Linked DNA regions of Mus musculus: regions 2 and 3 are each linked to region 1. Evidence: chromatin contacts called from public HiChIP or PLAC-seq and promoter capture Hi-C data. All regions are on one chromosome and are shown on one strand. Each heading gives the region's core, a stretch centred on a gene start, on an enhancer-like site or on the middle of the called end of the contact. The rest is flanking DNA. Distances are from core to core; before and after follow the strand shown.

Evidence for each region. Promoter capture Hi-C pulls out the DNA fragments that hold promoters and counts their contacts. HiChIP or PLAC-seq counts read pairs in DNA pulled down with a chosen protein or histone mark.
Region 2: an H3K4me3 HiChIP or PLAC-seq map of pro-B cells shows a contact between it and region 1, with 8 times the contacts expected there. The contact joins the promoter of Trmt61b here to the promoter of Alk in region 1. A contact is called at or near these places in 2 of 484 Hi-C or Micro-C datasets (the G1E-ER4 cell line and LSK cells), 6 of 115 datasets of contacts at active chromatin or transcription factors (embryonic forebrain, embryonic hindbrain, embryonic limb bud and 3 more) and 1 of 9 other capture datasets (embryonic stem cells).
Region 3: a promoter capture Hi-C map of embryonic stem cells shows a contact between it and region 1, with 2.8 times the contacts expected there. The contact joins the promoter of Ehd3 here to the promoter of Alk in region 1.

What each region holds. Positions count from the first base shown.
Region 1 is chr17:72,602,138-72,606,154 of GRCm38.p6, reverse strand. Alk (anaplastic lymphoma kinase) reads left to right here and starts at 1,848. Exons shown (of 29, transcript NM_007439.2): 1 at 1,848-3,127. The coding sequence starts at 2,446.
Region 2 is chr17:71,597,262-71,601,333 of GRCm38.p6, reverse strand. It overlaps Trmt61b (tRNA methyltransferase 61B), which reads left to right and starts at 2,573. Exons shown (of 6, transcript NR_027952.1): 1 at 2,573-3,398. n-TCgca52 (a tRNA gene) reads right to left here and starts at 2,063; the gene lies at 1,992-2,063.
Region 3 is chr17:73,803,342-73,806,826 of GRCm38.p6, reverse strand. Ehd3 (EH-domain containing 3) reads right to left here and starts at 1,986. Exons shown (of 6, transcript NM_020578.3): 1 at 1,358-1,986. The coding sequence starts at 1,584.

The DNA.
Region 1 (4,017 bases), core at 599-3,098:
TCTCATCCCTTAAACAATTAAGTTGGCTACATATGAGTATTTCACATATACGGCTGAAAGCCAGACGTTCACTGAGAAGTAGTGTTGTTTGTTTGTTTGATTGGTTGGTTTTGTCTTTAGGGTTTCACTGCTCATCATGACAGCACAGTTATGGGAAAGACCCTGGCCTTAAAGGAGCAGGGTCTCCACTTGGCTGTTCTCGCATGTGGGGCAGTGAGCAAGATACTGCATCTCTTAGAGCTGGGTGAGGGAGGGTCCACTGGACAATGTACTGGGACACTGGGAGAGCTAGCATGAGTGAGACAGTCAGCCTTGGAGAGAAGGGACTGAGAAATTTGTGTGAACTAAAACTTACCCTTATCTGGGCTTCTGGTGACACACAGCCATTATCTGAAAGAAAAGGAGACTGGAGGGAGAACCTGGCATTTTAAGTAAGTGAATAAATAGAAGGCCTTGAGTGTGTGTGCCACCGCCCCACACAACCTTCTTCCACAGAGTCATATCCATAGCCTCTGGCCTGCTACTCATGGACCGCTAGGGCAAAGTAGCAGTCAAGAGGACTGGAGGGTGGGCTTGGAAGTCTCACATGAGCAAATGATCCAGAACTGGAATTAAAAATATCCGTCTCATGTGTGGTGGTTTATGCTTGTAATCCCAAATCCCAGCACTTGAAAAGCCGGAACAGGATTTCCAAGAGTTCCTAGTCAGTCTAGGCAGTGTAGTGAGTTCAAGCCCAGCCTGGGCTACAAAAACGAGGTCGTATTTCAAAAAAGGCCAAAATAAAAAAAGTGAATAAACAAATAGTGTCGTGGTGGGGTGGTTGCTCAGCGGCAGAGCGTTCGCTTGTCTTATAGAAGGCTCTGAGTTTCATCCCCAGTTTCTGTCTGGAAACCTGTGCAGACACCATTATGAGAAAACCAAGTGGCTGACAGGTCTGACAGCATTTGTTGCGGCTAAAGCCGAAGAAGAACAACTCAGGCTCTCAGGAATGCTTTCAAATAACAGGAGTGTTGGAGAAGGTTCCCTTTCAAGGCTCCAAGGCTCTTGAATCTTGCAGGGCCTCGCTACCCCTGCCTCCTTCTGGTTTTTCTTTGCCTCCAGATTTATTCCGGAACCTGCTCCTCTGAAGTCGGACACATTTAATCTGTTAAATGTATAATTAGACAGAGTGTTTGGTTGCAACGATCGCTTCCAGTTTTCCCATTTATCCAAAATACTCTCTTGTTCGCACAGCGGAGAAATAGGGCAGGCAATCTGGAGGAAGGAACAGGCACCAGCAGCGGGAGGCGGGGCGGGCTTGGTGCTTTTCTCAATGAATACTGAGGCCTCTGCAGATTTGCATAGGAGCAGATCTCGCAGCGGCATTGGCCGGCGGGCTTGGAAGGGGGCGGGGCCGGCTGCGTGGGCTGGGCGGCTGCGCTGAGTTCGCTCTAGAGCCCCGCCCCTCGCGGAGGCCCCGCCCCCCTTCGGCGCGCGCTCGCGGCACTGCCAGCTGCAAGTGGCGGGCGCCCAGGCAGATGCGATCCAGCGGCTCTGGGGGCGGCAGCAGCGGTGGCAACTGGCACCTCCCGCTGCTTCTGTCCAGCGGTTCTCGGGGGGGCAGTAAGACGTTTTCCGTTCGCCCCCTGGCCAGTCAACAAAACCGCGGGCGCTGCTGGTAGGTGAGGAGGGGGCTGGCTACATTGCGGGCTCCTCTGCCCGGAATGTTTTCACTAGTCGCCAGCGGCCAGGGCCGCCCGGGTGCTTGGGAGTGAACTCCGAGGAACCAAGACGTCGGTGACGGCAAGGACGCTGCAAACTTGCGCGCGTGGAGGCAGCGGGAGCCTCCTCTCCGCAACGCAGAGCTCGTGTTCACGCCCAGAAGTTCAGCGGGCAGGGTGATCGATCCGAAGACTTCCTGCAGCGGAGGTCACTTGAGGGGGCGCTAGAAAGCAGCCCCCTCCGGTGGTCCTTGCCTAGACCTGGGAAGGAGCGCAGAGGAGGTGACAGGAGCGGAGGACGTGGGCAAGACAGTGACCGACTCGGAGCCACGGTTCACAGCCTGGAAAGTTGCAGAAGATTGGAAGCTAAGAGGAGAGCTCTGGTCGCCGAGGGCTCCTTGAACGGTACCTAATTGCCACCTCCCTGGTCCCTGAGCAAAGGCCTCTACAAATGGGGCGCAGCACGGCGAGAGGCGCAGGATCCAGCTGTTGAGCCCAGGGTGTCTCACTGTCTCCGAACTACCCCCTGACTTTGTCTTCCGTTTTGCTGAGAACCCTTCTCGCCTCCTTGTAGCTTGGGAAAAGCAAGGGCGCTCTATAGTGTACACACAGTCCCTGAGATCTAGTGGAAGGAGCCATTCAGGACCAAGGACTATTTGGAGCCCTTTCCTGTTTGGGGGAGAGTGAAGGGCGAGGCTGGACCAGCAAGGGAAGGGAGACTAGTGTAAACTCGCCCTCCAGCGGGATGGGAGCTGCTGGGTTCCTGTGGCTGCTGCCTCCACTGCTTTTGGCAGCAGCCTCGTACTCCGGAGCTGCAACCGATCAGCGCGCGGGTTCCCCAGCCTCAGGGCCTCCTCTGCAGCCCCGGGAGCCGCTCAGTTATTCGCGCCTGCAGAGGAAGAGTCTGGCAGTGGACTTCGTTGTACCCTCGCTCTTCCGCGTCTATGCCCGAGACCTGCTGCTACCGCAGCCACGGTCCCCCTCGGAGCCCGAGGCTGGCGGGCTGGAGGCGCGGGGATCACTGGCCCTGGATTGTGAGCCTCTGCTCAGGCTGCTGGGGCCACTGCCTGGAATCTCCTGGGCAGATGGAGCCAGTTCTCCTAGTCCCGAGGCGGGTCCGACGCTGTCCAGGGTGCTGAAGGGAGGCTCGGTGCGCAAGCTCAGGCGTGCCAAACAGCTGGTGCTGGAGCTGGGCGAGGAGACGATTCTTGAAGGCTGTATTGGTCCCCCAGAGGAGGTAGCGGCTGTGGGGATACTCCAGTTCAACCTCAGCGAGCTGTTCAGCTGGTGGATTCTCCACGGCGAAGGGAGGCTGAGGATCCGCCTGATGCCTGAGAAGAAGGCATCGGAAGTGGGCAGGGAGGGAAGGCTATCCAGTGCGATCCGAGCCTCCCAGCCCCGCCTTCTCTTCCAGATCTTCGGGACGGGTGAGCAGCTCCCACTAGAGTGTGTTGGGATTTGCATTTTTAGTTATACGACATGTAGACACTGCTAACTAACTCTTATTCTTCTAGCCCCCTTTTCATCGTACTTGAACTTAGACCCGTGGTTTCTTTTTATGTGCTTAAACATAGTAACTTCCCAATAGAACCTTCTCTCTCTCTCTCTAGCAACCAAGTTGGGAGAAAAGTTTTCCAGTGTTGGCAGAATGCCTTCCACTGACTTACACACGATCCCACTGGATCATAATTGGATGCCCTCCTTCCTGAGCTCTGAGAATGGCTGAAACGTCCCTATAACGCCCGAGTTCCAAGTTACGGGACCTCACACTATTGCTCTTTTTTTCTTGACTCTTGTTTCTCTTCTAGACGACCACCTATTTGGAGAATGTGGTCGAATTTCCCAGAGAATAGAGAATTCCCCTTAATACTGAGTCTCAGCCAACTGCCTGTCCCTGTCCCTCCTCTCCAGTGCTGGCTAACCCAGAGGTTCTCTTTTCCTTAATTATTCATTCTGCCACATTGGACTCCCACCTCCAGACTGTTTACACACTCAGACTCTCGATGTTCTCAGATGTCCCAGGAAAGTCCCAGAGGAACTAAGGAACAGGGGCAGGAGAGTTGTAGGGAATGGGATGAAAACTGTTGAGGTTACTTTGCTTCGGGGGGAGAAGCAAGACAGTTGCCTTTCCTGCCTCCCCCTTTGTTTGCCCTGGGAGTCTTAGCTTGCATGTGTGTAGCAGCTGCTCTGGATGAGAGCTCTGGCAGGCTCTCATTGCTGGAGGCTCCTGGAGTGAGGTTTCTGTTTCATTTACTTCCCCCATTTCTTCCAAAATTCACCGCATTAGGGGCTGTATGTGCAAGCATTTACTTCTAAC
Region 2 (4,072 bases), core at 1,324-3,823, 1.0 Mb after region 1:
ATCTTTCTGCCTCTTTGACTTCCCGAAGCTCACTGCTCTCCACATTCTCCCCAGCACAGATATAGGTGAAAGCCACTTTTCTTCCTTGTTGGGATAATAATGGATTATAGAAATTTGAAAAATCGCCGGGCGGTGGTGGCACATGCCTTTAATCCCAGCACTTGGGAGGCAGAGGCAGGTGGATTTCTGAGTTCAAGGCCAGCCTGGTCTACAGAGTTAGTTCCAGGTCAGCCAGGGATATACAGAGAAACCCTGTCTTGAAAAACCAAAAAAAAAAAAAAAAAAAAAAAAAAGAAAGAAAGAAAGAAAGAAAGAAAGAAATAAATTTGAAAAATTGGTGTGTGTGTGTGTGTGTGTGTGTGTGTGTGTGTTGGGGGGGAAGTGGAGGCAGTGGCAGTTCATGCCCTTAGGCTCAGCCTTTAGGAGGCAGAAGCAGTCAGATCTCTAAGTTCTAGGCCAGCCTGGTCTATAGAATGAGTTCTACGACAGCCAGGACTACACAGAGAACTCTGTCTCAAAAAAAAAAAACAAAAACAAAAACAAAAACAAAAACAAAATTGCAGAAAGGAGATATTGTCTAAAAAGTGACACTTACATAGACTGTGTCCATTTTGGGATCCTCTTCTCTGATCTCTGAGCAGAGGAACTGATACGGTAACTCAGTAGTTAAGTGACTTTGTGAGCTCTGTTCTCCCTGTCTCTGAGCATTGATCTGTTTTCATATTTTAAGCGGCATCACAAGCAAATGTACTTTGCCAGCAAGGGAAAAAGTACTATGGCTTTGTTTTGCGTCTTTCCTTTATCCGTTCCTTCAGGGCTCATGCTAGGATTTCAGGGATACAATCTGGGATAAGAGAGATCTATTCTCCGAACCCCAAAGCATAATGAAGCCTAGGAGACAGACACTGTGGCCAAACAATCCCGCCACAGTGTTAGTAATGGAAAATAGAAAGTCTCCTGAAATGGAGGCTGTGCTGGGAGATCTGCCTGTTTCTGCTTCCCTGGGATCAGAGTTGTGTATGTAAATATGCGCCATCATGCCCTGACTTAAAAGAAATAGTGGAGGGAGGGAAATGAATGCAACAAAATATGTGTGGGTATCAGAGGAAAGTCTGCTTTTCCACTGGAATCCTACCATAGATATCTAGTCATCAATCTCTTTGGCACGTACCTTTATCTGCTGAGCCATCTTGCTGTCCCCCTTTTAAACATGAGTTCTGGAAATCAAACTCAGATCCCAGTTCTTGCAAAGCAAGCACTTTTTACACACCCAGCTATCACCCCACCATTCCTTAGTCTTTAGAAAGGTGTATGGTACCATCAACAAGAGCTGCTGAACGTGGTCAACCTAGTTAGAAATCCCACCATCCCATTTCTCAGCTACCTTGTCAGGGGACTTGCTGACGTCGTTTAATCTTCTTTGTATAGTAGGTCATAAATACTGATTTCTAACTGAATTGCAAATTTTCAATATATGTGCATGGTACTGTCTGATTCTCAATAAACTTATAGGCAGGCTAATGATATTTAACTTTGAGTGCAAAAGGTAACTTCAGTTTTTTTGTTTGTTTGTTTTTGGTTTTTTGAGACAGATGTGCTGTTGTACAAATTTTATTTGTTTTTTGAGACAGGGTTTCTCTGTGTAGCCCTGGCTACCTGAAGCTCACTCTGTAGACCAGGCTGGCTTCGAATTCAGAAATTCGCCTGCCTCTGCCTCCCGAGTGCTGGGATTAAAGGCATGCGCCACCACACCCGGCTAACTTCAATTTTAGGAAGTGTTTATTGCTGGGCAGTGGTGGCGCACAGGAAAAGAAGTGTTTATTTGGGTAGGCGGGGTGGTTAAAACAGTTGTGTTGATTTTTTTTTTTTTTTTTTTCCTGTTTATTTTGTAGCTTAGCCATCGGATAGTCTCTGGCTATCCTGTAACCCACTATGTAAATTAGGTTGGTTCTGCCTCCCAAGTGCTGGAATGTGCCACCAAAATTATAGGAAGGGGGCACCTGGATTTGAACCAGGGACCTCTTGATCTGCAGTCAAATGCTCTACCACTGAGCTATACCCCCGGTGGCTACTGCCACCTTACTCTACCTTTGTGAACACTCTAGACCTCGGGCTGAGGCTGACCAGAGAGTCCCTAGCCATTCGAAATAGACCTCCCAGTTATGAGCAAGGTGTGCGGGTCAGCAAGCAGTGCGTCCTATGACGCCTGACCAACGATTTTTCTGGGCTAGATGACTTTGGACTCTTGGGGATGATGGGTGACGGTCCTGTCCACCACCACTAGTGACTTAAACCTGGTTAAGACTGTCCAGGTTCCACGTCTAGTCTTCCCGGGTCTTCCTGTCCCTGGGCGGCTAGCGGAGATTGGTGAGCAGTAAGTAAACTCTGTGCTTTTGCCACTCGCGGAAAGCCAGGATTTTAGCCCGGAGGCCAACGAGCCCTAAGCTCGGGCCACCGCATGTGCTGGACGCCAAGGCGGTGACGCACTCTGTCGGCGACGCGGGGGAGCCCACAGCCTGCACTACCCCAAAACCGGGCAAAGGGCACGGCGGTGGCTACGTCACACGTGTGCGACAGCACCTGCTCCGGACGTCAGGCTCTCTAAGGACGACGTGGTTCTTCCTTGTGAGGTTGAGGCGCCCGAGAGGCGATCAGAGCTCAGAGCCGATTCATTCCTGCTTGACTTTGGGTCGGTGCCTCGTGAGCGAGCTCATTTCCCGGGGTTGCGGGTCCTTGCCTGGGGACACGCGAGTTGGAGAGCGCGTGCACCGGTCGTTCCCTTCCCGTGCTGCCCGCGTCCGGATCGTCGGGACCCGGTTGTCTCTAGTATGTGGAAAGGCTCGGGCTGGGAACTTCGAGGGAGGAGTTACCCCCTCGAGATCCGGAGGACCAGAGCGGAGAGCAGGGCCACTGAGACCCTACAGGATATGACTCCGAGGATCGCGTGCTGGACACGAGTGGCTACCGAGCCCGGAGAGCTTCGCGCTGCCTCCTCCTGGTCCCTTTCCAGAGGACTCTTTTCAGTCGGGGATGCTTATTAAAGCTCTGGCGGGAAAGAGAGAATCACAATTAAAGAAATTAGTCCTACTCTGCAACGTCGGACACTTTAATAGTAACTGGGGAGCGATTGCGTTCAGGGAGATCGAGGACAAGTATCCTGGCCAGATCCTGACATGTTTTCCCGGTAAGAGTTCTCTGCGGAGGCCACCTTTGGAGGACTCTGTATATTGATGGAAGAGGGAACGCCGGAACCTATCCCAAAAGTATTGTCATGGGAATTAGGTGTGTGTGGGTTCCAGGAAGGGCGAGGACGGACGGCGCACTACCACAGTCCGATGAATGTTCTCATCACCGACCTTTGGAGTTTTTCAGCATGTTGGATTTTTAAACATGTTCAGGTACTGATAATTTTAGAAGGAAACAGAATTTACATTTGATATTTGCCACTCCCTTATCTAAAATGAAGATTATGCCAGTTTACTAGCAGAATGGTATGGACTCGCTAAACAGAGACGTACCTGTTTGTTCCCCACAGCTCTGAAGCGTATGGGTATTGATCTTAGGATGTTGAACTGTTTGGGGGTACATTTTGTAGTACCATTGTAATAATACCATATTTTTTTGTTTTTAATATTTGGGGAGTGGGCCCTGAATGAGAACTTGCAAACAGTGTGGAGGTCAGAGGGTAACTCTCCCAGAGTCTCTTCTGCCACCTGGGATCCTGGAATAAATTCGGGTTACCAGGCTTGCCTTCGTGTCTACTGGCTGAGCCATCTCGCAGGCCCTGTGGCAGTATTTTAATAATGATACTTAATAAGGAATGTTACTGGAAATCCATTATCGCATACATATTTGTATTAGGGTTAGGGATGTAACTTAGTAGTAGAAGGCTTGCCTAGACTGCACCAAAAGCCCTGCATTCCTTTCCTCAGGGAGCGGCACATAAATGGCTATTCACCTCAGTTAGGACACCAACAGACCATTCCATCCAAGTCCAGTTTGTTTGGTTATTGGGGTTAAAGCCAGTGTGATTATTGAGTTCAGTACTGCTGTGTAGACATGCCAAGGAGTC
Region 3 (3,485 bases), core at 737-3,236, 1.2 Mb before region 1:
TTTTTAAAAGAAAAGTGATTTAGATTTTTAAAAACAAGGTGAAAAAAAAACCCACAATGGATTTATGTCTCATGTTTAAAATATATTAGAGTTAATAAGCCACAACCCCCAGGTCCCCACTTCAGAAATCATTTGACCTTGCAAAGCTGCAGGTCAAGTTGACAGCCCAAGACTGTCCACTCCACAAAGACAAATGATTTGGTGCTCTGCTCAGACAGGACAGGTTAGCATGGTACACACACGGCTCCCAGAAGCTTAGCGCGGGAGACACGAGAAACTGAAAAATGAGTCACCAGGTTGTCAACTCTGCTGCTCTCCTTGACAAGCAAAGCACGTGGCTCTGTAGATCATGATGCCAATCCAGAAATATGAGGACTGCTGCTTTAAAGCCCTCTGCAGATGGGTGCCCTTGACTCTGGGAGGATACGGCACCTGTAAGAGTGTGACCTCTTAGCCCAAAGGGCCATAAGCAGCCTCCAACCTTTGGAATATGTGTACCCCTCAACCTTTGAAAAGGGCAGCCTGGCTTTGCAGTCTGTATGCAGTAAAGATTGAGAGAGGCCTGTTCTTCAGAGCTATTGGATTTTTCTGACTTTCTCTCTGAATGCTTGCAGCCCCCAAAATCTATCATTCAACGGAATGGAAGACTCCCTGTTAAAGTTACAGGCACGTAGCTAACATTTTTCACAGGCACCGAGGGCTGCTTCCATCTTGTGCAGCTCTAAACCATCACGTATCCTCCCATCACCTCTGCTATCTCACCTGCAAAGTCAAGGGCCAGATGAGGCATCTTAGTATCTCCTCTACTTCTGTAAGCTGCTTTATTATTATTATTATTATTATTATTATTATTATTATTATTATTATTATTGAACTATTAAGTTCAAAGAAGAAACTTATTAAAAGTATTCTGCTTCTCTAAGAGACAGCCCTAAAAGCACTGTCAGAGAGAAGGAAAAACGGTAAAAGAATAAATGACCCCAGGGTCTCCAGTTCACCCCCATCCCCAGGCCCGCGACCATGAGAACAACTCGGCTGCAAAGGTAAGGCTCCCCGGGATAATCCCAAGCCCTTCACGAGATAAGAGATTCTAGTCAAAAGGAGGGTTACGGTATCCCCACCTTCATTAGGAGTCTGGTTCCTTCTGTGCCTCAGTTTCAGTGCCCAGATCAGACAACAGGGATGACTCTTAATAAAATGACCAGGGCTAAGAACTGAGGAGGGACATCATATAGGAATCAATGGGGGACTCGGTAGTAGGATCAACTTTTGAGGCCTCCCACAGGGATTTCTTCAGAGCCCTTAATGGAAGACTTTCCACGTCACCCGGAAGGCTCAGCACCCAGATGAGGCTCACCTGATGAAGGTGGTCTTGCCGGTAGAGTACTGGCCCACCAACAGGACCATGGGCTTGTTGTCGAAATCAGCATCTTCCAGGGCGGGCGAGTGGAACTCGTGGAAGCGGTAATACTCTTCCAGAGGCAGCAGCTTGGTCTTGTAGAGTTTTTTGAGTCCATCGCTCACCGTCTGGAAGACCTCAGGGTCCTTCTTGCGGCGATCATCGTTACCCAGCCAACTGAACATTGTGACAGCTGGGAGGAAGCTCCCGGGAGTGGCACCCGCCTAGCTCGAACAACGCCGCCACTACTGCCTTACCAGAGCTCGGGGCTCAGACGCACCATGGCCCGGGCTGCCCCAGCTGCTGGATTCAGTCCAGTCCCAGGTTCATCCACAGCCCGGTTGGAGAGAAGGATGCTGTGGATTGTGTCAAGAGAACTGCAACCTTGGAAATTAAAGACAAACCTGCCGGGAAGCCGAAGCCTGAGTTCCAGGTCTCCCCAGATAGATGACTAAAGGATGCTCGAGCTCCGCTACTGCGGAGCCCAGGCTGCGCCGGGTAGGCAGCGGCTCACACAGCTCCGCATCCGCAGCAGCATCCCGCCGCCCCCGGCGCGCGTTTAAATGCCAGACGTGCAGGAAGTCCCCGAGAACTGGCAAAACCCGGCCAGCTCCACGGTCAGGGCGACGCGAAGCCAAGGAGGGCGCCGCCATGTCTATGGGCAGGCGCTCTGCGGCCGCGCGGACTCTATCTGCAAAAAGCTGCTGCCAGAGTCCTGTGGGAAAGCGCAGGCATTTCTTTCCCAGCCCTGGGGATTTGACTTGGGAGCAGCGCCCTCTCAAGGACGGAGACTAAGACAGCCTTGACCTACTCTACCGTTTTGAGACTCAGTTCCTTTGGTTACTGAGGTCAGTTCCCTGGGGATACTAATATTGGGACCCATTTGGGGAAAATTCTACTGTATTTTCCTTGGGGCATGGAAAGAAGGTGCCCCTGACAAGTGACATAAAATAACCAAAAAATCAGTAACTTATCTTTTCACCAGGCCTGAGGTGAAGTGAAAAACAAACAACAAACAAAAACGGCTTTCCTCTTTCTCTCCTCCCCCTCTCTCCCACTCAATACGGTAGGTAAAACCAGCAAAACACACACAGGCAGGGAGTGCTAAGGGGCAGCGACCTAATTTGACACAACTACATACAAAGCTGAGTCTTTGAGGAGCCTTTTAGGAGATGTAGCAGGGTAGAATTACAACAGACACGAAAAGAGGCAGGCAAATTTCTGAGTTTGAGGCCAGCCTGGTCTACAAAGCGAGTTCCAGGATAGCCAGGGCTACACAGAGAAACCCTGTCTCAAAAAAAAAAAAAAATTAAATTAAATAAAAATAAGAATAAAAAAAAAAGCAAGCAAGCAAGCAGAACCATCTTTTGCTTTTTTCGTGGTCAATTTGAAGGCATTACAGGAAACATGGCTGTGAGATGTCTCTTCAAGGATGAGCTGAGAGAAGACTGGAAGGCATTTGAGGTCACATAAAAAGCCTTCTTAAAAACAATCCAGAGCAGTGTAAAGATTTTGGCAGAGCTACATCCAAAATGGTAGATCGTGAAATGTATGATGGGAACAGGCATGGAAGAATGTGCACACCAAGATAGGAGCCAAACAAGAAATGGGAAACCCATAAGAATATCATTACCAATAATTGCTATGTAACAAAATGCTCACCAAGCACAGGGGTTGCTGAGATCTCAGGAAGCAACATTGTAGCGCCCCTCTGAGGAAGATCGTGCCATTGCCAGCAATGCCAAGAACAGTGATGAGACATTGGCCAGATGTGGCAAAGGGTGGGGCAGCAACAAGGAACAAAGTCAATGACAGTTCTAGAAGGATTCTAACCAGTGAGGTGGCAAGCCTTTCCTCTCTCCTAAGGCAGAGGGCTCCCACTGCCCTCCCTTCCACCAACAAGATAAGGAGCTAATGGACTAGGTCGAGCTGGGGAGTCTGGGAGCATCGTCTGGAGGGGTGGAGGCTGGGAAACTGCAGAACATCAGGGAACAGCGGCAGTGGGGGAGCAGAGGAGGTTAGAGTCAGGAGACTCCGGCAGTAGGATCGACAGTCTGATAAGCGGTGAAGGAGGAAAGGATGGTCA